3 separate regions of the Drosophila melanogaster genome follow, and regions 1 and 2 are each linked to region 3. A link is a contact called in public Hi-C data. All regions are on one chromosome and are shown on one strand. The core of a region is the stretch at or near the end of the contact, and the rest is flanking DNA. Distances in the headings are between cores, read along the strand shown. Region 1 holds the start of Rca1 (Regulator of cyclin A1). Region 2 holds the start of CG3430. Region 3 holds the start of homer (homer,).

Region 1 (4,343 bases), core at 321-2,820, 130 kb after region 3:
CTTTGCCCGCCGACACGCCCCTTTTGGTGGCAGCAAATAGACAAATAATAAAACCATAAATAATGCAAAACAATAAACGAGCAAGTATTCATAAATTATTAACGCAGAAGCTGCTGGCCGACAAAAGGCAGCGCAAATACCCAAAATATTTTGCCAAAGCATTTAGAAGGACAATGAGGCACGAACCAGATGACAGAATCCGGGGTAGAATAGCAAATCCCCGCAGCAAATAATTGAGCCTCATAAAGGAAATATCATTCATTGATTTTCCCCCGGCAACCACAACAGATTCTCGACCTCTCATCTTTCCCAGCAAGTGGATGAAGTCGTCGGGCGGTTGCAAATGGTCCTTGGAATGGGAATGGGCACGAGCATGGGTTGGCCAGTGGTGGTGGGTCATGGGGCTTCATTTAGCTGACTCTATGGACAGCTGACGAAACTATCCACCTAGCGGCGAAGGAAGACTTTCACATGAATCCCAAATCTATGCCCCGTCATGATTTGCACAAAAAACTTGAGCTGGCAAATTTGTCAGTGGGCACAAAGGACGCGGCAAAGAAGAAGATGAGGGAAGCGGAACGGAAAAAATCTAAGGACGAGTCAGGGAGAACAAATGATAAATTATTGAGGGATTTTCGTTAATTTGATGACACTGATGATGGCCAAGGCCAGATTATCCTGACTGCCGAATTTTGATTGGGCCAAACAGGGAACAGAAGACATATCTCATAAAATAATTTGTAATGATTTCAATTTTAATAGATATAGATATACTTATGTTCGATTAAAATCTTTTTGTTATAGGCGTAGAAATTTAAATAGCACCATATGTCAGCTAATCGAGAGTATTTTTATAAGCTTATCAACATAATTTTACCAATGTCTTCAAAGCTAAGACGATGAAATACACTTTTAATATATATAATATAATATAATAATATAATATAATATAATAATATAATAATAATATATAAGATGTTAAACGGAATCCCGTTTTTATAAAGTGAATGTTTTCAAACTATTACTTATTTCCATATTTAATAAGTGAAAGTTTTCTATTTTCGAATTGGTATTAAAGCAATAAGCTGAGTATATAGGTATTTATTTTATACTTATGGCGTAAGGCATGGAAATATAATTTATTGAAAGTCAAATTCTTGGTGTTTTTAACTTAATGAACTGATTATACATATTATTTATCACTCTTATTCTTTATTTTACTTCTTTTTTCGAGAGCATTAGTCGCAAGTGCGTCTTCGCTAGCTTTGGAATGTGTACTCGCTAATATGGAAGTATGTACACACTGCATAGAATGAAAAAACGCTATCTTATTCCAGAACCTCAAATCTTGTACAGCTTGAACTCTTTTAGACATGTTTATAAATGGCTGAAGTTGCTTATGTTAATAGGAGTCTACGATTAACTGTCAGATTCCAATAATCCGATCAAGTGGCATCTTTTAATGCACAAGTTTAAATGGTTTGCCTAACAGTCACGATAATATATATCAAATGGTTGGCAACGCGATACGTAGCATTCTGAGTTGACCCGACAATGAACTGGTATCTATTTAGTAGCCAGTTAGTATTTTATTGGGGCGGTCACACTGATCCGTACCCAAAAACAATCAACCGATGCGAAAAGCATAACAATTCGAAAGTTTAAAATTCGGTCAAGATGAGCGCCTATTATCGGCGCGCGGCGTTGCGGAAGAAGAGCCCAAGCCGAGGGTCATCCTTCGAGTTGGAGATGAACGAGTCTGGCTACACATCCTTCCTGGCGCTGCACAATTCCACCGCGGAGACGCCATTTTTATTGGAGGACGCTGAGGGCGAAAACTGTCGCAATGCATCGAATACCACAACATTCTTTCGGGGGCTGAACACGCCCAGTGGCCACCAGGAGCAGGACCTTTACTGGGGCAAGCCCTATCCCAGAACACAGCCCCAAAAGAAATTTTCCGCGGAGGAGGAGCCTTTCTCTATGACTCCGCGTCTGCAGGATGAGCATAGTCTGCCCAAGCGACGCAAGAAACACTTTCAATCGCCACACAGTAGCCCCAAGAAGTCCAAAAAGCTGCTCTTTCCCCACATAGAAGAACCGCCCAAGAATCGCTTCTACGGCGGTGTCGAAAAGCTGGATATCGTGGCCAAGCTGGCGCAATGGCAACCGGCACTGCAGTGCATACTGCGTCATGTGGGCGCCCACACGCTGGACGTGATGACCAAGGTATCGCCGGCCTGGAAGCAGGCTGTTTATCGCAGCCAACGCGACTTGGAGCGCCTACAGAACCACCGACTCAAATTGAATCTAACCAAAGAGAATCCTCACGTGCCCAAGCGGTGCAGCCATGTGCCCAAGGCAAACCACACAGTGCCATTGCAGACCTCGAACCATAGCAGCCTGGCCAACAGCGCCGCCTCGCTAATGGACTCGGGCAACTCGAGCATCCACCTGATGGACGTGGATGCCGGAAGGGTGCTGCGCGAGCAGACGCAGCGCGTCAAGTGTCCGCGATGCGGTCGAGGCAGCCGGGTTTTCATAAGCGAGGCGGCCAAGTGTGGCGAAAACCTATTGTCGCAAACTCTGCCTATTGGACGTACAACCAGCACATTCCCCTGCATGACGGGTCCGCCTCTCAAACGCTTCCTGTCCCTGGATCTTGACGAGGTCAGGACTTCACCGCAAGGACCGCCATATAACTTCGCCGAATGCACCAGTGTCATCTGCCAGTTTCGGTTCTGCGTCAACTGTCTGTGCAAGTCGCATCCCGGCGAGCGTTGCCTGGTCACCGAACTGGACACACCATCCAAACTGATGATGCCACGGGAGCGACTGACGCCGCCACAACGTGCCCAGAACCGTGATCCGAAAATCACAAGGAAGAACTCGCTCAAGCGGCTCTGCTTTTAGCTTTATCATAGGCTTTTAACTATTACGATTAGTATTCGATTTTTTTAAATCTCATTAATTTCGTATTATGTCCATCGCATTAAGTTCCATTTCATCACGTACATTCATATATATGTTTTTAAATCGTTCCATGTAAGGTTTGTCGGAATTCTGTACCTCTGCGAGATTAAGTATTTTTTACACATGCAAAATATATAAATCATTTTTAGAACTATAATTGTTATAATTATAACTGGGGGAAAGTGATTCCTGTTTATTAACATGTAAGGCTTTGTTATTATACATCATTATAACAGGCTTCAAAGGCAGCCTTAATATGTTAGGCAAGTCTTAAAAATATTTTATTATTATTGATTGCATTGCATAAAATAAATTCAAACAGAAAATGTTTAAAATCAGCTGTAGTATACTGGTTTGGGTCTTGGCTAACGCCAATGCGCGCTATTTACCGTAAGCTACTTTGTGTACTGCCAAGAGATCTTTGGCCACACCAACAAAACACGTGTGGAGTGCGGTTGCCGCACATTTATTGTTCTCCGTTTTTACCTTTAATTAACTTGAGAAAAAAGGAAAAAACGATCATCCAAAATGAGTACTGCGTTGGCACAGCAGCTGCAGAAACTGGCTGCGCCGCAGTCGTCGGTAACTTTGGCAGATGCACGAAGTCGCGCCTCCATACTCTTCGATCCCAAGGAGGCGGCCACCAAGGATCGGCGGTCCATTTATGAGATCGGGTTAACGGGACTGCAGGAGCTGACCGACTTTAATCCGGCCTTCAAGGAGTTCCAGCTAACGTTGTTCGATGAGGCCACATTGACGCTGGAGCGTTCCGTGGAGCTGCCGGAGATTAACAAGATGCTGGACGCGGCCATTGCAAAGTTTCTGCGCCTTCTTTCGCCGTACCTTCTGCTCCGCCCCGCACACATGGCCTTCGAATGGTTGCTGCGACGATTCCAGGTTCACGAGTATAACCGTAGCGAAGTTATGGCCCTGATTCTGCCCTATCACGAGACAATGATCTTTGTCCAGATCGTTAAGACCATGAGGCTCCGGTCATCGGATGGCGACTGGTACTGGCTGCGCCCGTTGCAGCGTCCTGGCGTTCCGCTAGCCAAGACTGCTATTATTAACAGAGCCGCCAGCAATCCCGCCTTCCTCGGCTTCATCTGCCAAAGTACCCAGAAGGCGGTTAAGGAACTGGGTCCTCGAGCCCACCAACTGCAAGCCCAGATCAACTTCTATGCCACCGTCGTAGTTGGCGCCCTGCAAACGGCCAAACCACTGCAGGACTGGCACATCACCACTATTCTGGAGTCGCTGCTTCGTGGCCTGATTTCCGATAATATCGACTTTATGGCGGCCGCCTATGTGATCGTTGCTCAGCTTGTTTCCCGCACCAAGCTCAAGAGCAAGGTGTGCAATGCCCTGCT
Region 2 (4,413 bases), core at 640-3,139, 230 kb after region 3:
CATCAAAAAGTTGATGTCGCTAGTGATGTGGGCGAACTTCATTTCCAGTTCTTCAAGCAACTTTCTGGCGAAACTGCATATAGTCTAGACATTCGAAATATTAGACAATACTTTATGGTTTTATCTACTGCAACTTACCACAGATGAGACAAAGTTATGGACATCTGTTCGGAGGGAATCCCGTAAAGCGGCAACCAGCGGGATTACGGATGAGGTGGTCGTAGATGGATTGCTCCATATCTTGATTGTTTCTTCACAAGGCTGCATTACTTTGCTGCACAAATCGATCTCTATCCATTCATCTGGATATATTTGGACCAGACTATACTCTTCGCAGTACAAGGATAGAGCATCTTTCATTCGAAACACGCTGCTCATCATCTGAAAAGCGGAATTCCATTGACAGGGATCGTAAGGTGTAAGTGTGCACGGGTCTCGCGTCAAGCGGATCTCTTGAATGAATTTCAGATGATCGTTGGCCATCTTAGACGACGCAAAATGGTCAACTATTTGCTTGCACTTGGATGAAAGGTTCTGCAGTAATTCGTTCGATTGCAAAGCAAATCGAACGCACATCTGCAGGCGGTGCACACTGCAATCGGGCAGGGAACCTGGCAGCGCCGTCATCTCGTCCCTGATTACGCAGTGTATCTTCTCTTTGGGCACCTCAATGGCCAAGCTGGGCACAAGATCTCGAATGCAACAAGCTAGCTTCGAAGTGCTTTCGTAATTCAGAGCCTCGCATTTCAGCATTAGGCGGTGAGTCTGAAAATCCCTTGATATTCCGGAGCAGGACAAGCTCAGCAGTCCTTCGCCTTTGTCACCACGCCAGAGACTCGTAGACAACGATATGGCATCCAGCAGATCCACCTGTTGCTTCAAATGCTGATGCATTTTCCTTTGTATATCCTCGCACAGTATCTTCTCATAGTAGCTCCTTGGTTGAATCGTGTACCGCGGCTGCAGCGTCCTAATGAAATTTACGAATCCTGGTCCTTCAATGAACTCAAAGGAGTGATTTAGTAGCATGAGGGCCAACTTCTCATCACAGCGTTTGCTGTAGGATATATCCTCGGTGTCCAATGGATCTGAATCTGTTTCCTAAAATGATTAATAGAATAATTTAATGCATCAGATTAGTGAAAAACGCATAATTTATAAAAATATAATACTAAGACCATAACAGTACATTTTTAAAACCTCCTTAACTACACTTTATAAACACAACACATGTTTGCCGATCTAGCCAAACGCGGATAAAAATCCGCATCCGCTGTTGCTATATTAGTAAAAAGTTTTAAATAAGAGAAGGCATAAATTACTTTATGAACTACCAAAGAAACTATATTTGAATGGAAACTTAAGTTTGGGGAAACCATCTCCACATGACAGAATATCTAGAAGGGCATGTACCCCGATTTCACATAAGGTACACTTCTTGCACAGTACATATGCATGTACATAGGTATGTATGCACATCTATATGCTATCCCACTTACGTGCAGATTCAATTCTAGCTGGGCTGTGGGGTGCTGTGGCGAACCGATGGAGATCTCGCTCTTAACCAGGTCCAGGTACTTTATGTCCCCGGATAGAGATAGGAACTCCGGTGGGTGCTTGCTCTTCAGATGATTCCGCAGACATGTTGTGCCGCGTCCTCGCCTCGAGTAGTTCCTGTTGCACAGCAGACAGGTGGCCACTGTGCCGGATGTCTTGTAGAAGTACTGCCACACATTGCTTTTCTTCTTGCTCATCGCTGCAATTCTTTGGTAATTCTCAAATTGTACATTTTTTGCGGATGTCCACATCCGCCTCTACATCCGTTCTGCGGCAGAGTTCGACATCCCTGGCAGATATCGATAGGCCCATCGATGACCATCACTAATATGCTGCAATCAGTTTTTGGCGCGCCAAAGCAGCTGTTGTTTTTTGCATTCGAGGTTTTTGAGGCATTTGCAAATTCATTCGTTAACTAGATAATGCCCTGTGCGATGGAGCTGCCCAGCACGCCCGATGAACTGGCCGCCCAGCAAGCGGACAGCGCTGCACTCAAGGACTTGCTCAAGGATCCCAGTCGTTGGCACTCGATTCCCCTGCTCAACTACACGCCTCTTCACAAGCTGAAGGATCAGACTCTGGTGCGCTTTCGTGGAATGATCCAGGACATGATGGACCCAGAAATCTATCTGGAGCGCTACGAAGTGAAATCCGCCGACGGCAGCAAACGTGTACAGGAAGGAAAGTACAGGGACTGCTTGAAAATAGCCAATGGCGAAGTGATTGACTACAACGCCGATGGAAACGTGCATGGAGAGAGGCGTACCATGTTCGTGGTCTCTGTGCCTGGTCTGAACGATTGGAGCAAGGAGCATGAGAAGCTGTGCTGTCCCCAGATCGATTTGGCCAGTCTGGGTCAATCTCCCAGTTCAGCCAAGAAGCGGACTATTGTAGGCGAAGAAGAAGCCATGGATGTGGACGTTGCGAGCGAAACAACGTTCAAGCGACCCTGCCTAAAAGAGATTCAAAAAGATAGCGAGCCAGTCGGCGCCTCCAAATCCTCTGTTCTTGGGTCTGATTACCTGATTAACTCGCCTCTGCCGGATCGTCCCAGCATGGCATGCATGGTAAAGGTTTACGAGGAGTTCGATACCTACCAGCTTAACTCGCTGGTCGACTTTGTGGGCTTTCTGTCAGTGGATGCTTCACTAGACGCCGCTACCCTGGAAATAGACGATTGTGAAAACTTGAGTGAACTGCAGGCAGCTCATCCATCGCCATTTCTTATACCCCGCCTGCATGCCTTCGGAGTCCAGGTGCTGCCGCATGCCAATCCGCTGCTGGACAAAAGCCTTCGACAGCCAACGGAAATATGTGAGGAGACGTATCCAACCCACCTTGCTGTGCACAAAGATCTGCGCATGCTTCTTAAACTCTGCCTCTTTGATGACGATCTGGCTGCCGAGTATTTGCTCTCCCACCTAATATCTACGGTCTACAGTCGTTCTGAGATGCAGAGCATCGGCAAGTTCGCCCTTAACCTTTGTAATCTCCCTAAGAATTGTGAGGCGTATGCAACCAAGTTGTATCAAATTCTGGAGCTGCTACTGCCGGCCAGCCATTACATGCCCATGACTCTCGTCACACTAAACACGGCAGCCTTTGCCCCAAAGTAAGTTGGCTAAGCAGAAATAGTATAAAATTGAATACCTATTAATGAGTACTTGCAGGAAGGATTATGAGACAAACAAGCTGGTTTCCGGCGTACTACAGTTGGCTCCCCATACGCATTTGGTGCTCGACGAGACGTGCATGCAACAGGGCAAGCTGGAGGCCAATGGTGTTCATGCCGTTCAGCATTTAGCGCACTTGATCAATAATCAGGAACTGAAGTGCGACTTTCAGTATTACCAAATAGACTACCAAGCAAATATTCCAGTTCTCGTGCTCAGTGAAGGGCGAAGTATGTTGCCGGTAAGAATATAAGTTTATATAAATAATCATTATATCCAATAGAAACTATTAATGATATGTTTTCAGAGCGATTTTGTGCTGCCCATTAATGCCGATTCTAAGGCCGTGGAACTTGTTGATGAATCTCTAAAGGCAGCCCACCACTATCTGCAGCCATCACGTCTGCAGCAGTTTCGCAAGTACTTGACCACAGCGCGCACTAGCGGCTTCAACGTGAGCGAGGAGCACACTGAAATGATCCAGCAGGATTTCGTGGACATGCGTAAAGCTAATGTCAAAAGTAATGCCGATGATCTGCATGGATTGCTGGTCCTCTCACGGCTGCTGGGCATCGCCCGGGGGAAGGATACGTTGGACAAAGAAACATGGCAGCTGGCTACGGAGTTCGAAGCAAAGCGTCGCCAGCGTATTCAATCTCTGCCGAAATCATCTGCCCAATTGCGCAATTAAGAGGGCCTCTCTTTTATACCATTTAATATTAAGTTTTTATAAATAAAATAGAATTTTTTAAAATTATTCTCTTTATATTTAATTTGTAGCTTTACAGGCAAGTCTAGTAATTTAGTACTCAAGTAAATGGGACTCTAGGAGCGTCATGACTCTTGGTCCACTACAACTTCATGACTTAAATGCTCGAAACGCCCTTCGATTAGCTGACTGGCCAGGCAATCTCCGCACAGATTAAGGTAACAATAACAACTGTTACAACGCCATTGGGTCCTGGTCACAGATGCCTCTTCGCACTCGGCACACTTGGCGGCCAGCAAGTCTGGCTCATATCCGTCCTCCATTTCCCGTTTCTCGTCCTGAATGGCTGATAGAAGCTTAAGGCATAGTTCCTGTTTTCGCTTTGACTCCGCATTCAGATCGGCATCCATGTACTCGGATTCGATCTTTGGTTCGATCTTGGATGCCGGCATAAGGAGCATATCGCTCGCAGGC
Region 3 (4,547 bases), core at 247-2,746:
GAAGGACTGTCCGGATTGGCGTTCTGGGTATTCGTGTTGCTCATGTTGGGCGGCTCCACAGTGTGCGGATCGATGGCTGTGTTGTCGTTCTGCATGGAGCCCACAGCTCTCCCGGAAATGGGCGACGTGTTCGCCGAGGTGGTGGGCGTGACGGCATTCGATCCGTTGGCCGATTTCATGGCATTCTTGGTGGCCTCCTTGACCTCCTGGAACTTCTCTACGAACTGTTGAGCGATATGATTAGTATATAAATATGTGAGACATATGCTAACCACTCACCTTGGTCAATTCCGCCTCTGAGGCAAATCCCAAGCCGTACACCGTGTTTGCCCGCACATCGCTCCACTGGCCGAACTTCTGGGAGGTCTGGGTGAAGGTCATGTTGGGTGTGATCGTCGAGTTTATCACCGCCTTGGTGCCCTCGACACTGATGATGCGGTACAGATTTCGCGAGCTGTCGTAGAAGAAGCTAACGTTGACCGCCTTCATGCTGGCCGTGATCCAGGTGCGCTTCGTCTTCGGATCGATGTGGAAGACGTGCGCCTGGCAGGTGAAAATCGGTTGTTCGCTAAGGGTCATAAAGGGATTAAAGCGACAAGCGTGTGATTAATTAAAAATTCCATTTAGAGCAGGCAATAAATTGTGCTTCTGTGCTCGTGTGAGTAAACTATGGCAAAGCATTCTTTTACTGTGGTTTATTAGTCAACAGGCACTGTGTAATGCATTTATAATTAGTAGTCCTTAAGTCCCAGGATAATCCTCGTGGTCCTTATTTGATAAAGTAGGTCGATATATGTTTGTTTTTTGCGATCTGGCCTGATGCAATGACAGTTTGTTGCGGGGCGCAGGGCCCCCATCAAATCAATTCCGTATCCGTGGTAGCCTCCAGTGCCTTTATTTGTACACATATACATATATATATCTTATCTATTACCTATCCGCCGACATCGTTCGCTGAGCTCTATAACTTGTGTCTTCCCGTTATCGCTGGCGACTGTCGACCGCCGACTAAATTGCATTATGTGCTAAGCCTTTTCCGCAGCCTTGCTTGTGATTTTTGATTCTCGGGCGGAAAACACGCACGCACACACCTGCACAGTCACACACACCTGCACACCCACACACATGTAATTGGCCTGCCCACGCGTGTGCGTGTGTAGGTGTATGTTTGTGTACATATATATGTATGTATTTACGCCGCCCGCTACACACAGAACGGCAGCAACAACAACAACATCATAGGGGGGAGATGTCAGCTAGTTCGGCGTCGATTTTTCCCACAGTAAAAACGGCAGGTTTAGGCCGGTTTGGCCGCGCCCATCGGTCTTACCCCATTGTATTCGTTCTTTGGCGCTGACTGAGTGCTTCCGCAGCAGTTTATACCAATGCTAGTCGGTTTTACTTATGAATTTCACGGTTAAAAAAAATAAAACACAAATGTCTAGAGCTGGAACCAAAATCGATGTTTGTATGGTGCTATCGATGTTTTTACTGGCTCAACACCATCGATGATTTATTTATTAGCTTCCAAGCATCGATAACACATGAGCTCGTATAAGAGCAATGATTCTTATCGAATAATTTAATCGCTGTAAAGCGAATTGCAAATTAATTAAGATAAATAAATACTAAATATGTTTGTCTGTAAGGCACCATAACAATGTAATTTTTTCAAAAACATGTGTAGCTGTTGAAGCATTGCATTTAAATGACGGAAGTTACAAAATAATTTCAGATAAAAGTGATAAGTTTTTTTGACTGTCTAGTTGTGCGCCTACATGTAGTTTGAATATTTGTTAGATATGGTTTTCTTTGTGCGGTGTGGCAGCATTAGTTTTAGTACACATTTTTCTAATACTTGACGATAGGTCAAATGGCAACTCCTGATCGGCAATAATATTTGCATATAATTTAGCTTTGAACATAAATAGACTGCCACAAAAACTTTAAAACAACACATTTTACTTCTATATTTTTTGGACGAAATAGAACCACTGAAAAAATTCATGAAATGTAGTACATTTTGTAGTGAAGAACCAGGGTTGGTTTACGGATTTTAGCCGTTTTGCCATCTGGTAACACTGACCAGTTTCTCATCGTTAAAAAATCCATTTGGAATTCGGTTTATTTAATTAAAAGCAGCCGGGACACCTATGCGAAGGGCAAAAAGCGGCCAGAGTTGTTGTTGCTGCTGCTGCCCAGCCGCCGTGCGATCGATCGGGGTACGTGTTCCGGCGTAACGAGGAGTACGAGGCGATTTTCTCGCAGCCTCTTTTTTTTCACACGAACGCCGTCCCACTAAACCGAAATTTCAGGTGAAAAACTCATTGGAACGCATTTAAAAGCGGCGTAAGCTCGCACCTGCTGCTCGTTTAACCCTGTTTCGGGTATATGTGATTGCAAAATGCGACAGCGACACACCTAGGCACACAAAATATGCCAGTTATGCGAAAGAGAAAAAGTACTGTGCCTGTGTGCGTGCGCGTGTGAGTGTGTATGCCGTGCGTGTGCCCCCGCCTGCGACAGTGTGCGTATGTGTTGGTGTAGAAAACTTGTTATCAATGCGGCGCCTATGATAAGTCTCATTAGACATGTTTCTCCCACTATGCTGGGTATTTCAATTGGAATGGCTAGCGAACGTGTGTGTGTGTAGTAAAATATCCGGACTCCATAGAATGGACATTTTGTATGAATTAATTGAATTTACTTTATAAATTCAATTAACATAAAGAATTTGATTTTATGCAGAAGAAGCTACAGCATTAAGTATCTCCCATATGCGGAATCACAGACAAAAATTCAATCACGCCAATTCATTTATGATCAAGGATCAAATTCAAGAAACTTTAGAAAAACGCGTCTAGTTTTTGTGCTTCGGTAACAGCGATAGTGGTACAATCTCCGCACAAAATGTACCTACAGCCAAAATCCTGTAACCTTTATTCCCCTCTCTGTCTCGCACAGTCTGGCGGCCCCAACTAAATAATGTGGAACATGATGTGCGACGTAATGCCCACGATATCCGAGGATAGCATCTCGCAGCGCTCCTCGCAGTTTAGCGGGGAGGATGCCAACTTTGAGCAGCTGATGGTCTCCATGCTGGACGAGCGGGACAAGCTGATGGACAGCCTGAGGGAGGCGCAGGAGCGGCTTAACGAGACGGAGAACAAGCTGCGTGACGTCGAGAAGGAGCGGGACAGCCTGCAGCGACAGATTAACGCTAATCTGCCGCAAGTAAGTGGCCTCTGCATGCTGATACCGCAGTTTACCTAAAATCTTTTCCTGATCTTTCTAGGAGTTTGCCACCCTGACCAAGGAGCTGACGCAAGCGCGGGAGACCCTTTTGGAACGTGACGAGGAGATTGGGGAGCTCAAGGCGGAGAGGAATAATACCAGGGTAAGTGATTTTCGAAAATTTAGATCCTTGGTATTTCAATTACTGAGACAATTGAGTAATGGTTAGATCAGGTAGATCATGACAAGATTTGCTAGACTAATTTATTAATTTAGGTATTATAGCCATTGCTAAATTACATATCCCATTGTTATTCAAACAAGAAACAGTTGTAGGTACTTGCTTTTGCGAATTAGTCACATATACCGGGAACAATACAAAAGTTTACTCTGTCCGTCTTCATTTTTATTTCGAACATGGCTTGTCTATTTGTTTACTTATCAGTGACTATACAAACATTGTTACAGCCTTTTAAGAATTAGTTCTTTGTATTCACATCCGTCTTAAACCATAAAAAGTGAAGTAAACTGTATTTATAAGTCCTTTCCGCTTCATTGAATATCAAGAAAATCAGTTTTAATTAAATTTCTACGGTAATTTTACTTTTAAAGAGACAATTTAAACGTCGGTTACTGCGTGAAATAATATATTTTTAATGATCTAACTTGACTATTTCAGCTTCTCCTCGAACATCTGGAGTGCTTGGTGTCCCGCCACGAGCGTTCCCTGCGTATGACCGTTGTGAAGCGACAGGCTGCCGCCCAGAGCGGCGTCTCCAGCGAGGTGGAAGTGCTCAAGGCGCTAAAGTCGCTGTTCGAGCACCACAAGGCGCTGGACGAGAAGGTGCGCGAGCGGTTGCGGCTTTCCATCGAGAAGAACAACATGATGGAAGAGGAACTCAGCTCTGCCAAGGAGGAACTGGCCCAGTACAAGGCGGGCGTGGTGCCAGCTGGCGTGGGCAGTGGCAGCGGAGCAGGGAGTGCCGCAACCACCGCCGGTGGTGGGGGCGCCGAGAACGGGCTCAAAGAGAAGGTGCGTTCCACATTCGAAATGCAGTCAAGCATGTCCGGTTTAATATATCTCTTCTATTTTCCAATACCCTAGATGGCGGGCGTGGGCGGATCTGGTGGCGTTAATGGCGAGGCAAATGAGCTGAACGACTACGCAGCCAAAACCCACGAGCTGCAAACCATTATTGAGAAGCAGGTGAAGATTGCGGATCTGTTTCCAGTCTGCATATGGTGAACACTTTTTAAAACGCTCTTTCCTTGTCAGACCTCGGAACTTTCACAATGGCAGCGACGCGTTTCTG

Evidence for each region. Hi-C and Micro-C count contacts between places; a contact is called where the count stands out from the background.
Region 1: a contact with region 3 is called in a Hi-C map of the Kc167 cell line, with 4 times the contacts expected there. The contact joins the promoter of Rca1 here to the promoter of homer in region 3. A contact is called at or near these places in 42 of 107 Hi-C or Micro-C datasets (the D17-c3 cell line, the Kc167 cell line, the ML-DmBG3-c2 cell line and 15 more) and 3 of 6 datasets of contacts at active chromatin or transcription factors (the Kc167 cell line and the S2 cell line).
Region 2: a Hi-C map of the Kc167 cell line shows a contact between it and region 3, with 2.6 times the contacts expected there. The contact joins the promoter of CG3430 here to the promoter of homer in region 3. A contact is called at or near these places in 34 of 107 Hi-C or Micro-C datasets (the D17-c3 cell line, the Kc167 cell line, the ML-DmBG3-c2 cell line and 9 more) and 2 of 6 datasets of contacts at active chromatin or transcription factors (both in the Kc167 cell line).

What each region holds. Positions count from the first base shown.
Region 1 is chr2L:6,850,745-6,855,087 of dm6, forward strand. It overlaps Rca1 (Regulator of cyclin A1), which reads left to right and starts at 1,571. Exons shown (of 1, transcript NM_057866.3): 1 at 1,571-3,122. The coding sequence starts at 1,678. The coding sequence ends at 2,913. l(2)k09022 (lethal (2) k09022) reads left to right here and starts at 3,398. Exons shown (of 4, transcript NM_135235.3): 1 at 3,398-4,343. The coding sequence starts at 3,502.
Region 2 is chr2L:6,955,119-6,959,531 of dm6, forward strand. CG3430 reads left to right here and starts at 1,890. Exons shown (of 3, transcript NM_080707.4): 1 at 1,890-3,169; 2 at 3,228-3,471; 3 at 3,538-3,986. The coding sequence starts at 1,980. The coding sequence ends at 3,921. CG13775 reads right to left here and starts at 1,832. Exons shown (of 3, transcript NM_001298765.1): 1 at 1,500-1,832; 2 at 139-1,101; 3 at 1-84. The coding sequence starts at 1,754. Atac1 (Ada2a-containing complex component 1) reads right to left here. Exons shown (of 1, transcript NM_135244.4): 1 at 3,981-4,413. The coding sequence ends at 4,065.
Region 3 is chr2L:6,721,863-6,726,409 of dm6, forward strand. homer (homer,) reads right to left here and starts at 1,497. Exons shown (of 7, transcript NM_001273221.1): 1 at 1,331-1,497; 2 at 280-568; 3 at 1-224. The coding sequence starts at 1,335. It overlaps Liprin-alpha (Liprin-alpha,), which reads left to right and starts at 2,041. Exons shown (of 15, transcript NM_001273224.1): 1 at 2,041-2,222; 2 at 2,316-2,527; 3 at 2,965-3,234; 4 at 3,296-3,397; 5 at 3,914-4,267; 6 at 4,340-4,441; 7 at 4,511-4,547. The coding sequence starts at 2,986.